2 separate regions of the Hordeum vulgare genome follow, and region 2 is linked to region 1. Evidence: chromatin contacts called from public HiChIP or PLAC-seq data. All regions are on one chromosome and are shown on one strand. The core of a region is the stretch at or near the end of the contact, and the rest is flanking DNA. Distances in the headings are between cores, read along the strand shown. Region 1 holds the start of LOC123451047 (ACD11 homolog protein). Region 2 holds the start of LOC123447443 (protein CASP).

Region 1 (6,835 bases), core at 662-3,161:
ATACTAGAACCGCCTCTTGGTTTAGAATTAGATTTTTCATATAATCGTACAGTACAAGAGACAGTGCGAAGGGAGAGCATCCACCGCCCCACCAAGGCTAGAAAGCTATGAGAAAATAAAAATAAAACAATGACATCAATAACAGCTCGTGAGGAGAGCCGCAAGCATGATCCCCGATTCAGTTCACCAATCTAGGACAATGTTCCTAGACAGGAACAGGTTATCGATGTACACTATAATCGGACTAGAAGCGTCGATGTATCTCCTCATCTCCTTCTGCACAGAGCAATCTGCAAGCACACATCATTTCATCATTATTGATAAATAAGTTAAGGCACGCGACATGATTTTGTTATTGGTCTGTCAATGTGGAGATCATCTTGATGGAAGCATTGAGTATCACTGAATAAGTTTTTAAGGTAGGTATATCCTGACGGCGATGGGTGTCAAATCGTTGGCTTACCAGTTTCGTTGAGCCTCATTATCAACTGTTCTCTGCTGGGGAGAGTGTACATCCCGGCACCAACCGCCTTCCGGATTGCCCAGCTATGGAACGGGGCGCAGACCTGGCCGTAGGCCGTCGTCGCGGCATCATACAACGAGCCGCCCCTGAAAAACCAGACGCCAGAGAGAGTGTAAGCTGTCGTCCGTCCGTTTGCGGAATCAAGGATGATTTTATTAGCACAAAACTGATGATGATGAACCAAACCGCCATTGATTGCTGCACAAAGCATTTGCCGCCGCTGCTGGTGGTGCCAGCGGGGGAGAGCAAGAGACAAATTTGCGCTATGCTGGAACGAACGAATGAGTGAGTGAGTGAGTGGGTGAATGAGTGGGGAAACGTACTCGGTTGCGAGGAACTGCTCGAAGAGGGCCTTGATGAGGCCGAGGCCGAGCCGGACCCTGCGCAGGTTCCGGGAATGGCTGCCCTGCTTCTTGACCGAGTCGTTCTCCACGTCCTTGTCCAGGATGTCGTTGAGCGTCGCGTACTCCCTCGATGCCCCGATGAGGTCGTTCACCTGGGCAAAGTTGGCTTACATTTCTTTCTTTCCTTCCACCACAGGTCGCGGTCGTGACCAAACAAAAACGAAACTAGAATAGAAACGATCGCCGGTTCCATTTCTTTCTTGCACACAATCTTGTTTGGGAATCCTAAAAGCTTCCCGATTCTGTGGTTACGATCGTCGATTGTTTCTAAATAAAAGACGCCATGGCGAGATGGGCGAGGCTTGGTCTGCAAGAAGAATGAAAGGGATGGAGGAATGGCGAGATGGGATTGGGATTGGGATTGGGGTGTGTACCTTGGTGACGTACTCGCTCTCGGCGAACTTGAAGGCGATGCCGAGGGAGTTGAAGAGGACGGAGACGAGGGCGCAGGTGTCGCCGAAGGGGGCGAGGCGGAGCTCCCCGCCGTCGGCCTCCATCCCGCGCGCCAGCTCCTCGAACGCCTCGGCCACGGCCGTGAGCGGCTGCTCCATGCCCTGCCGCGCCGCCACCACGGCCGCCGCCGCGTCGCACATCTGCTCCGACTGCGCCGGCCTCTGCCCCCTGAACGCCATCATCTCCTCCCTCCCTCCCTCCCTATCAACCAACCTCCCTCCCTATCCCTCGCCGGTGGCGCGCGGAGGCCGCTGCTCCTCCTCCTCCTGGCCACCCCTCTCTCTCTCCTCGGCACCGAAGGCGCGGCGCAACAACCGATAACGGATGGTGGTGGGGGTGGCGCGGGCGGGCGCACGGGGCAGAATGGGCTCGCGGAAAATATAGCGGCTCCGGGGAGAGGAGGGCGCCGCCTATGTATAGGAGGGGTGCCGCCGGGAGTCTGCCGCGGGCGGGGGTGAGCAGGATCGGACGGAGGCGGAGAGGGATTTGGAGAGGAGGAAGTGCGGGGCGAAATCGGGTCCTCTTCTTTTTTTTCTTCCGTATATGTAGGCATCGTCCGGGAGTTTCGTGAGCGGGGCGCACGGGTAAGCGGTGGACGTGGGGTCCTGGCTAGACCGAGTTCGGACGGGGGAGAGAGAGAGAGACTGGTCGTGGTCGGTCCGTCGATTGGCGTGTTGGAGGAGTAGAAAAGTGGTAGGGACTCCGAGGCGGTGGTGTTTCCCCCTCGTGGTACTTACGCCAACGACTCGGCACCGATATTTTCTTTTGCGGGGGGCGGCAACGAACATGGGATCGATCGAATCATCCCCTCTCCACCACAGGTTACGTCCCAAGCCATAATATTGTTGTTCGCATTTTTGTTTAATGACGTGCGCTCAATGAAAAGAGATGCCCCCTTCAACTAGGAAGGCCTTTGTGATGAATTTGTCAATCTTAAAATAATGCACTGGCCTAATCTTTTGAAAATGTTCATAGGGGTAACAATGCGCACGTGTATTTATAGGGATGAGTATATGCGCCTATATATGTCCGTCTGTGTCTGTACCGTGTTCTTCAAACAAAAAATTAAATTAAAGGGGAAATGTACAATGCACAAGAGGTTGTATGTACGAAGCCATAGTTCTTTTTTTTTAAACATCAACTTTATCGATCACTTAACAAAGTTACAAAGAGTGTTCCGGATACAAGCGGGAGCACAATGAGAAACAATAAGGCTAGATAAATTCTTACAATGCTTAGTTAACAAATGAATAGCTACATTAACTTGCCGATGAATATGCTTAAACTGTTGGAATTATGCCCTGGAGGCAATAATAAATATAGTTATTATTATAATTCCTGTATCAAGATAATCGTTTATTATCCATGCTATAATTGTATTGAATGAAGACTCATTTACAAGTGTGGATACATAAAAACACTGTCCCTAGCAAGCCTCTAGTTGGCTAGCGAGTTGATCAAAGATAGTCAGTGTCTTCTGATTATGAACAAGGTGTTGTTGCTTGATAACTGGATCACGTCATTAGGAGAATCACGTGATGGACTAGACCCAAACTAATAGACGTAGCATGTTGATCGTGTCATTTTGTTGCTACTGTTTTCTGCGTGTCAAGTATTTGTTCCTATGACCATGAGATCATATAACTCACTAACACCGGAGAAATACTTTGTGTGTATCAAACGTCGCAACGTAACTGGGTGACTATAAAGATGCTCTACAGGTATCTCCGAAGGTGTTCGTTGAGTTAGTACGGATCAAGACTGGGATTTGTCACTCCGTGTGACGGAGAGGTATCTCGGGGCCCACTCGGTAATACAACATCACACATAAGCCTTGCAAGCAATGTGACTTAGTGTAAGTTGCGGGATCTTGTATTACGGAACGAGTAAAGAGACTTGCCGGTAAACGATATTGAAATAGGTATGCGGATACTGACGATCGAATCTCGGGCAAGTAACATACCGAAGGACAAAGGGAATGACATACGGGATTATATGAATCCTTGGCACTGAGGTTCAAACGATAAGATCTTCGTATAATATGTAGGATCCAATATGAGCATCCAGGTCCCGCTATTGGATATTGGCCGAGGAGTCTCTCGGGTCATGTCTACATAGTTCTCGAACCCGCAGGGTCTGCACACTTAAGGTTCGACGTTGTTTTATGCGTATTTGAGTTATATGGTTGGTTAACGAATGTTGTTCTGAGTCCCGGATGAGATCACGGACGTCACGAGGGTTTCCGGAATGATCCGGAAATGAAGATTGATATATAGGATGACCTCATTTGATTACCGGAAGGTTTTCGGAGTTACCGGGAATGTACCGGGAATGACGAATGGGTTCCGGGAGTTCACCGCGGGGGGGGGGGGGGGGCAACCCACCCCGGGGAAGCTCATAGGCCTTGAGGGTGGCGCACCAGCCCTTTGTGGGCTGGTGGGACAGCCCAAAAGGGGCCCTATGCGCATTGGAAGAAAAATCAAAGAGAACAAAAAGGAGGTGGGAAGGGAAGGAAGGACTCCCACCCACCAAACCAAGTCCAACTCGGTTTTGGGGGGGGAGACCTTCCCCCCTTGGCTCGGCCGACCCCCTTGGGGCTCCTTGAGCCCCAAGGCAAGGCCCCCCTTCTCCCACCTATATATACGGAGGTTTTAGGGCTGATTTGAGACGACTTTTCCACGGCAGCCCGACCACATACCTCCACGGTTTTTCCTCTAGATCGCGTTTCTGCGGAGCTCGGGCGGAGCCCTGCTGAGACAAGGTCATCACCAACCTCCGGAGCGCCGTCACGCTGCCGGAGAACTCTTCTACCTCTCCCTCTCTCTTGCTGGATCAAGAAGGCCGAGATCATCGTCGAGTTGTACGTGTGCTGAACGCGGAGGTGCCGTCCGTTCGGTACTAGATCGTGGGACTGATCGCGGGATTGTTCGCGGGGCGGATCGGGGGACGTGAGGACGTTCCACTACATCAACCGCGTTCACTAACGCTTCTGCTGTACGGTCTACAAGGGTACGTAGATCACTCATCCCCTCTCGTAGATGGACATCACCATGATAGGTCTTCGTGCACGTAGGAAAATTTTTGTTTCCCATGCGACGTTCCCCAACAGTGGCATCATGAGCTAGGTTCATGCGTAGATGTCTTCTCGAGTAGAACACAAAAGTTTTTGTGGGCGGTGATGTGCGTTTTGCTGCCCTCCTTAGTCTTTTCTTGATTCCGCGGTATTGTTGGATTGAAGCGGCTTGGATCGACATTACTCGTACGCTTACGAGAGACCGGTTTCATCGCTACGAGTAACCACGTTGCTCAAAGATGACTGGCAAGTGTCAGTTTCTCCAACTTTAGTTTAATCGGATTTGACCGAGGAGGTCCTTGGATGAGGTTAAATCGCAACTCATATATCTCCGTTGTGGTGTTTGCGTAAGTAAGATGCGATCCTACTAGATACCCGTGGTCACCACGTAAAACATGCAACAACAAAATTAGAGGACGTCTAACTTGTTTTTGGAGGGTATGCTTGTGATGTGATATGGCCAATGATGTGATGTGATATATTGGATGTATGATATGATCATGTTGTAATAGATAATATCGACTTGCACGTCGATGGTACGGCAACTGGCAGGAGCCATAGGATTGTCTTTATACTAATGTTTGTGCTTGCAGATGCGTTTACTATTTTGCTAGGATGTAGCTTTAGTAGTAATAGCATGAGTAGCACGACAACTGAAAGGATCAATATGGTTGGCTAGAGGGGGGTGAATAGACAACGACCACTTTTTAATTAATCTTAACAAGTTAAGGTAAACACTATACGGGTTCACGAATAATATGACAAAGAGGTGACCCCTATAGAAGCTATCAACAAGACCTATTAAGACAAGTAAGATATAGTCACAAGTAAAAGCAAATACAAAGTAAAGGTTAGAGATAACCACAAGTGGAACCGATGGAGACGAGGATGTGTTACCGAAGTTCCTTCCCTTTGACAGGAAGTACGTCTCCGTTGGAGCGGTGTGGAGGCACAATGCTCCCCAAAAAGCCACTAAGGCCACCGTATTCTCCTCACGCCCTCGCACGATGCAAGGTACCGTGATTCCACTATAGGTGCCCTTGAAGGCGGCGACCGAACCTTTACAAACAAGGTTGGGGCAACTCCACACAAAGCTTGGAGGCTCCCAACAAGACCACGAAGCTTCACCACAATGGAATATGGCTTCGAGGTGACCTCAACCGTCTAGGATGCTCAAACACCCAAGAGTAACAAGATCCGCAAGGGATAGGTGGGGGAATCAACTTTTCTCTTGGTGGAAGTGTGGATCTAGGCCTTCTCAACCAATCCCTAAAGAATCAACAAGTTTGATTGGCTAGGGAGAGAGATCGGGCACTTTTAAGCTTGTGGAGCAACAATGAAGCTTAGAGAGGTAAGGGGTAGTGTTCCTCAGCTAGAAGAACACTTTATATAGTGGGGGAAAAATTCAGACCGTTTTCCCACTCTCTGCCCGAGATCCAGCGGTACTACCGCTGAGAAGGAGCGGTACTACCGCTGCCTGGCGGTACTACCGCTGGATGCAGCGGTACTACCGCTGGCCCTTGGTAGTGCATAAGCACTACTACCGCCGAGAAAATCTTCGCAAAAGGGTCCGTCCACGAACTACCGCTAGGTAGGTGGAACAGGGCACCTGAAGTGGTACTACCGCTGACCAGGGGCGGTACTACCGCCATCCAGCGGTACTACCGCTGGCTGCAGCGGTACTACCGCTGGCAGTCCAGCGGTACTACCGCTGGGGACCATTTTGCAGAGAAGCAAAGAACAAAACGGCGAGGGCCGCTCCAAAGATAAAGGAGTGGGAGAAGAAGAGGTGTGCGTGTGCAAAGATAGATTCCACCCAAAACCTTTCCCCTACGGATCCCCTCTTAATAGTACGGCTTTCCTATGACTGAAATAAAGAGAATCTAGGAGGGCGCCATGCTTCCGTTCCAGAAGAGAGGAGTCGTGTCGTCTTGTGCCGTTGACGAGTGTTGCCTGAAACCTTGACACACACGATTAGTCCTGTACGGAACTGTCATCAATCACCAAAATTACTTACGCATAAATTATGCCTCAACAATCTCCCCCTTTTTGGTGGATTGATGACAATACCGGATTTGCATGGATAATAATATGAGAGTAAAGAAGATAGAGATATATGACATATGACTCACAGCATATGATGGAAATAAATATAATCTCACATAAGAAAGATCATGTCTCACACAAGATAGCAAACGAAGCAAACCAAGTTCAAAGCAAATCAAACGAGATAAAGCAAAGCAATGCAAAGTTCGAATGAAATCAAATCCCTAGACTCTCTCCCCCTTTGGCACAAGACACCAAAAAGGGGGCACACCTAATGTCACAGGTAGCTACTCCTCGTCTTCAGGATCACCAGACTCGTCGGTCCCCTCCTGGTCA
Region 2 (6,150 bases), core at 1,173-3,672, 130 kb before region 1:
AACTAATTGTGTTATGTCTAAAAAGCATTATTAGTGGGCCAGTATATTTGCAGACAGACCATAGTACTATTGCTTTTAGTTTAGGTGAAATTTCGGGTTTCAGCCTATGGCGTCAATGTAAAAGAAAGGCTTAAATTTTCCGGTATTACAAAAAGTGGGAGGCTTCTGATACTTTGTAAACAAGAACGATACGGCCATTCAAGTACGAAAATTAAGAATACCATTATATGGATGCAGGAAGTTAATTTGATAATTCAATAAAGCACCAGTGTGAATGAACGAACATTATTCGACTGTGAAACTGACACCGTTCGTGCCGAACGTCAAAACCAGAAGGAAAACTAAGTAGTTTAAAAAACAGAGTGGAAACCGAGTGACCTTGGAACAGACCTGTTGTTCTAGTTGGCGGTTTCGCTCCTCAAGTCGCCTAATCGTCGCCTGTTGGTTCTTTAGGTGGGCAGATTCTGCCCGGTATTCTTCAAGCTCAAGTTTCATCTTCCGATTTTCAGTCTCCAGTTCAGATAGTTTCTGGTCTTGATCCTGAATGCATTGAGGTCATTAGCACCAAACTATGGTGAAAACTAACTGAACCCTACTTATTATATTCGAACAAGATACTAGTTATCGATGTACATTCAAGCAAAGGAATAAACAAAACTGAACACATTAGGCTTTTGTTGTAGGAAACTGCGTGCCATATCATGTTTTTTCCAAAGTTGCTAACTCTGATCTGCACTAGTTACACTTGACTGCTACTTGTATTGGAACAAACTAACTCGCATCTATATTTGAAGTTTGACAGCTTCCCACCTGTAGTTTGATTTAGCACAAATTAACACGTATTATTGTAGAAGTTCTAAGTTCAAAGAGTAACGATAGAATCATACAAACGATTATCTGCTATTGTCGTATATCGGTAGGTGTCAATACTGAATACCAAGAAGATGGCAAGTGATTATATGCGACAAGGCAAGATATTTAAGTATTGGTGACAGCTTGCAACTTAGAGAAGTCGGAACAGCTGTGAGGCAATTTCCTCTATGGAAACCACAAACAATGCCGAGGTAGAGCAGCTACTGTAGAGAGTAAGTTTGAAAGACATACAGCCATAGAAGCAAGAGCTGGATATGGATCAGGGGCTTCATAGAGCTTCTGATAGATGTTGAGAAATGCATTTTCCCCAAACTTTGCTCTCTTGGTGAGATTATCCACTTCCTCCTGGTAACTCTTAAGCAATGAGTTGAACAAACTAAGCTTGTCATCTGGAGATGCCTTCTTGAAATCCCGAGTATTCTCAGCAAGTCTACGTCGGTTCTTCTGGCTCGTCTCTTGGTTCTCCGCAATCTTTAAACCCTGCTCATCCAAACCACTTCTTTCTTTCTCCAAATCGAAGTCTAAATTGTACAAGAGACAACAGTCAGATTCTCCACCATGGATAGCATAAAATTTTACATGGCAGAGGCATCAACCTACATTCCACATACAAGAACTAAATAAATCAAAATGCTATCTACAGTACATGAGCATTCACACTTAGAAGCTATTGACGCGTTGTAGCTTTCCAAACCCCCACATGGGAACCACGGTATCGATCAAGTGGCATGATAACTCACAGCTACTCTCCCTACTTGGTATGGATGCAAATAATTCGAGGAAACTGCAGAAGTTCATGATGTCTGCAATCAATCACTAACTCCTTGTTCAAATGATGTAGAGTGGATATACATCATTGCCTATGCACAAAAACTAGCATCTCTAATTTACTTCCGATCAGTGCAGAAACTAAACCAGGACAACAAAGGTTTGCCAACCTTCATAGAAATACAAGCAAAATTAAGTTTGAGATGAAGACTCAGGCCTTCTCTACTGAAACTACTTGGTCTGCCTGTCTCGAGCATGCCATACAGTTTGAAGCCAATTGAGGAGGTGCAAGCAAAAACATGCTAGTAGAAGATTTTGAATGCTGGTGGAAAATGTAAGCATGTCAAGGCAATTAAGATCTCTCCAGTCGCGATCAGTGCAAAACCCCACAGATTCTACACCTACAAGCCAGTACAGGTGCGCGCAACTGGGAAGCGCGACGCTCCGCGGCAATTCAGACCAACCGGCCCTACGGGCACACCAGTTCGTTCGAGCCAGACGAAGCGAAGGTGGGGGTCGAGGCGGACCTTTCCAGAAGCTGCAGACGACGGCGAGAGGCGACGCGGAGGAGGACGGGGGCGGGGGAGGGGGCGGCGGCGGCGAGCGGTCGCGCTCCGCCGCGGCCGCGTGGGCCGGCGAGGGGTCCATCGGACCGGCCGGGGGATCTGGGCGCCTGGATCTGGCGGGATCCGGTGGGGTGGGGCGGCGCGGCGACGACGTGCGCGGTGCGGTGCGGTGAGTATATGTGATCTGCTTTACAAGTGGTTTTCTTTTTCTTCAGTACGTAAGTTGTTGGTGCGTCTGCTCGCCCTCCTCTTCCTTCTGTCTGCTGGCCGCGTGGGGGAGGAGGGGATGGGAGCAACGATCGAGTGACGTCTGCGAGGCTAAATTGCACACAAGTATCACAATTGCCACGTTACATGCAGAGTTATACTCCATCCGTTCTAAAATAAATGTCTCGAGCTTAGTACAACTCTGTAATAGAGTTAGTATAAAGTTGTCAAAATTGATACTCCCTCCGTTTCTAAATATAAGACATTTTAGAAATTACACTATGGACTAGATACGAAGCAAAATGAGTGAATCTACATCCTAAAATATGACTACATACATCCGTATGTAGTTCATAGTGGAATTTCTAAAAGATCTTATATTTAGGAACGGAGGGGGTAATATTTTATATCCATATACTAATAAGTGTATCTGTATTTTTTAACTGTTGCAAGAAAAAAAACTAAAAAAAGGAAAGGAGCAAACCCACGTGCAACAACCCAAAAAAATCACAAGCGACTAGTTCTCTCCTCCAGCACAATTAATTATTTTTCTTCCTTTTTTAAAAAAAAGCTATATCTTTTGAATCAAGTGTCAAAATTAAGATTTGTTTTCACGGCTAGGTTTCTCGCGACGAATGCTTCAAAACTAGATCACGTATGGGTATGTTTTGATAAACTTTTTTAGGTAACTTTGTATGCAACAGAGGCAGCTCGAGTGTTATAGGGAAGCAACTCCTTCTTTTTAGTCAAGTAGGCCTGTGTGTTAGATTTGTTTGTTTAAAAACGATAAAATCACACAAAACATGAGCGTCTTTAGTGCTACATGCAATTAACTTCACTAGGCTATTTGTACCCGTGAACTTTTGCTAACATTATCCCAACTTACCTATCACAGCTGCTCAATTTCTTATCGTTGTTCATCAGTTTACCTACAGTGGAGACCTAGTTGCCCACAAAGACTTTGAAATTGCCTAATATGGATGTTTAGTTGTTTGCCATCGGTATTCAGTTGACTACCATTGCTACTCAGTTGCCTAACTTTGCACATTAGTTACCTACAATATAATAAAGTTTTGTATCATTATTTTTCATAATATTATAGGCAACTAGCTTACAAAGTTAGGCAATTAACAAACAACGATAGGCAATTAATTATTAACGAGAGTCAACTAGGCATCAATAATAGGCTATTTCATATTATTTATAGGCAACTGAGGATCAATTGTAGACAACTGAGCATCATAATAGACAACTGAGCAACCACAATATGCAAGTTGGGATAATGTTAGCAAAATTCATAGGTACATATAGTACAGTGAAGTTGTTTGTATGTAACACTAAATACACCTCATGTTTTATGTGATTTATCGGTTTTTACACAAACCAACCTAATAGGTAGTCCTACTAGACAAAAAAAATGGATTGTTTCCCTATAGCACTGGAGTTGTCTCTGTTGCACACAAAGTTGTCCAAAGAAAATTTGTTGATAGCAATCCGCATGGGATTTAGTTTTTAAAGAGCTCGTCATTACAAACTCAACGGTAAAAACGGATCTGAATTCTAAAGCAAGTTTGATTGGTTTAGGTGTCATACTCTGGTGAAAGAAGTTGCCTGCCCATAGCACTAAAGTTGCCTCTATAATACAAAGGTGCTCAAAATAAAGTTCGTTAAAATCTATTCATATGAGATTTAGTTTTGAACAATTTGTTGCGAGAAACTCAATAATAAAAACGGATCTAAATTCCGACATTCGAATCAAAAGTTATGATTTTTTTTAAACGTCAATAAATACACGTGGTCTTTTTCCGGTTGTCTTCACAAGCACGTGGGGTTCCTTCCTATTTTGACTTTTTGAGAGTGCGCTCGCATATTTATATGTCAGTACCAAGTCTGGTGCAAGCCGTTACAAAAAGATCTAAACTGAGTATAAATATGTATTGACGGTGTATCTGACTGATGGGGCCCGTCTGTCAGGTGCCGATGTGGCAAGTTTTTTTTATAGAAAACCCCCTTACCATATACTTAAACATATAAATGTCCTTTATTTCAAAAAAAAATATGAATTTTTATTTTTCGTTTGTAATTTTTTAACACCAAATCAGACTTTTTTGAAAAACTTCGTCGAACCGCAAAGAAAAGAAAAAAAACGGATCGTGACAGGAATCGGACCCAAACCTCTCTTACATAGGCGCGACGTCATCACCACCACGCCACAGGGCCGCTCCCGTCTCGGAAACGGCAGGATACTCTTCGTACTACATCGGGCATGCTGGGCCGCCTCGTTGGGCCCAACGAAGTTGTGCGTGCTGAGTTATAATAAAAAATAATGCGCTGAGTCATATGATGAATATATTTTAAATGCGAATAAGCAATTCTTGTAACGTATGTTGAAATTTTTTAAGATATGAAAACATTTGAAATAATGCGCGGTGATTTTTTTGTAATTTATGATGAACATTTTCTTAATACATTATTTGTTTTCAAAATGTTTATTTCGAAAAAAGTTCAGAAAAATATAGATATGACGAATAAATTTGTTTTTTAGTTGATTACACAATGGTATCTATAATAATAAGTAATTATATTAAGATATGATGAACATTTTTACATACTATTGTATAAAATCATTTTGCATTTCAATAAACACCTCGAGTTTTTTAACAAAATTTAAACAGTTTAAATGTATTTCTAAAATTTATTATGATTACACAAATATTTTTAATACATTTCACAAGCTTTTTAAGTGACTGTGCGTTTATTTTTGCATATACGAGTAACTCAAAAAAATGTTTGTTGGGCATATCCTTTTATTTTGCCTATTTAACTAATATAATAAGGATACACAATGTTTGTATCGATTCCCGCAGCTTCGTAACATATAATATGCATATTTTTTAATAGTTGCGTGTTTTAACAGTTACATATTATTTTTTATTGTAACTCAGCGCGCAGCCTTGCTGGGCCAAACCAGTCGGCTCGGTATGCCTAAGATAGTATGAAGGGTATCCTGCCGGTCCTTTAACGATGAGCGCCTCCATGGTGTGGTGGCGAAGACGTCGTGCCTGTGCATAAGAGGTCGCAGATTCGCTTTCCTCCACGGCCTGTTTTTTTCCTTTTCTTTACAATTTGATGAAAAATTTCAAAAAAGTCTGATTTGGTGTTAAAAAATTATGAAAAAAATTATATAATTTTTTTCCATGCAAAATAAAGGGCATTTATATGATTAAGTATATAGCAAGGGGTTCCTGTAAAAAATCTGCCACGTCGGCACCTGACAGGCGGGCCCCAACTGTCAGATATACCATCAATACGTATTTATACATGATTTAGATCTTTTTACAATGGCTTGCCCCAGACTTGGTACTGACATGTAAAAATTACGAATCTTGGTATCAATCTGCATGTAATGCTCCAATTGTGATATTTCTATGCAATTTACTCCGTCTGTGTCAATGACAGTATTATTTTTCTCTGTGCAAAAAAGGATCAGGTCTACTTCCTCTATACCACAACACAAGTATTTAGGAACAGAGGGAGTAGTATATTACTTATGAAAAGTTCATTAAAAGTATATATCTTCTCAAACATAATAAAAATAATAGAGATTCTGATATTATCGAACGACCACTATTGCCACCAGAACGAGCCATCCCAGCGTCGTTGTCGCTACTCCCTTGTTGGAGCCAGCTTGACCTTATCGATTACAGTCGAGAAGTTTTCGTGTAATCGTCATTGT

Evidence for each region. HiChIP or PLAC-seq counts read pairs in DNA pulled down with a chosen protein or histone mark.
Region 2: a contact with region 1 is called in an H3K4me3 HiChIP or PLAC-seq map of embryo, with 5 times the contacts expected there. The contact joins the promoter of LOC123447443 here to the promoter of LOC123451047 in region 1. A contact is called at or near these places in 1 of 6 Hi-C or Micro-C datasets (seedling) and 1 of 1 datasets of contacts at active chromatin or transcription factors (embryo).

The regions. Positions count from the first base shown.
Region 1 is chr4H:16,948,754-16,955,588 of MorexV3_pseudomolecules_assembly, reverse strand. LOC123451047 (ACD11 homolog protein) reads right to left here and starts at 1,911. Exons shown (of 4, transcript XM_045128061.1): 1 at 1,302-1,911; 2 at 847-1,019; 3 at 464-609; 4 at 2-290. The coding sequence starts at 1,562. The coding sequence ends at 184.
Region 2 is chr4H:17,084,031-17,090,180 of MorexV3_pseudomolecules_assembly, reverse strand. It overlaps LOC123447443 (protein CASP), which reads right to left and starts at 2,422. Exons shown (of 18, transcript XM_045124045.1): 1 at 2,169-2,422; 2 at 1,105-1,394; 3 at 391-540. The coding sequence starts at 2,289.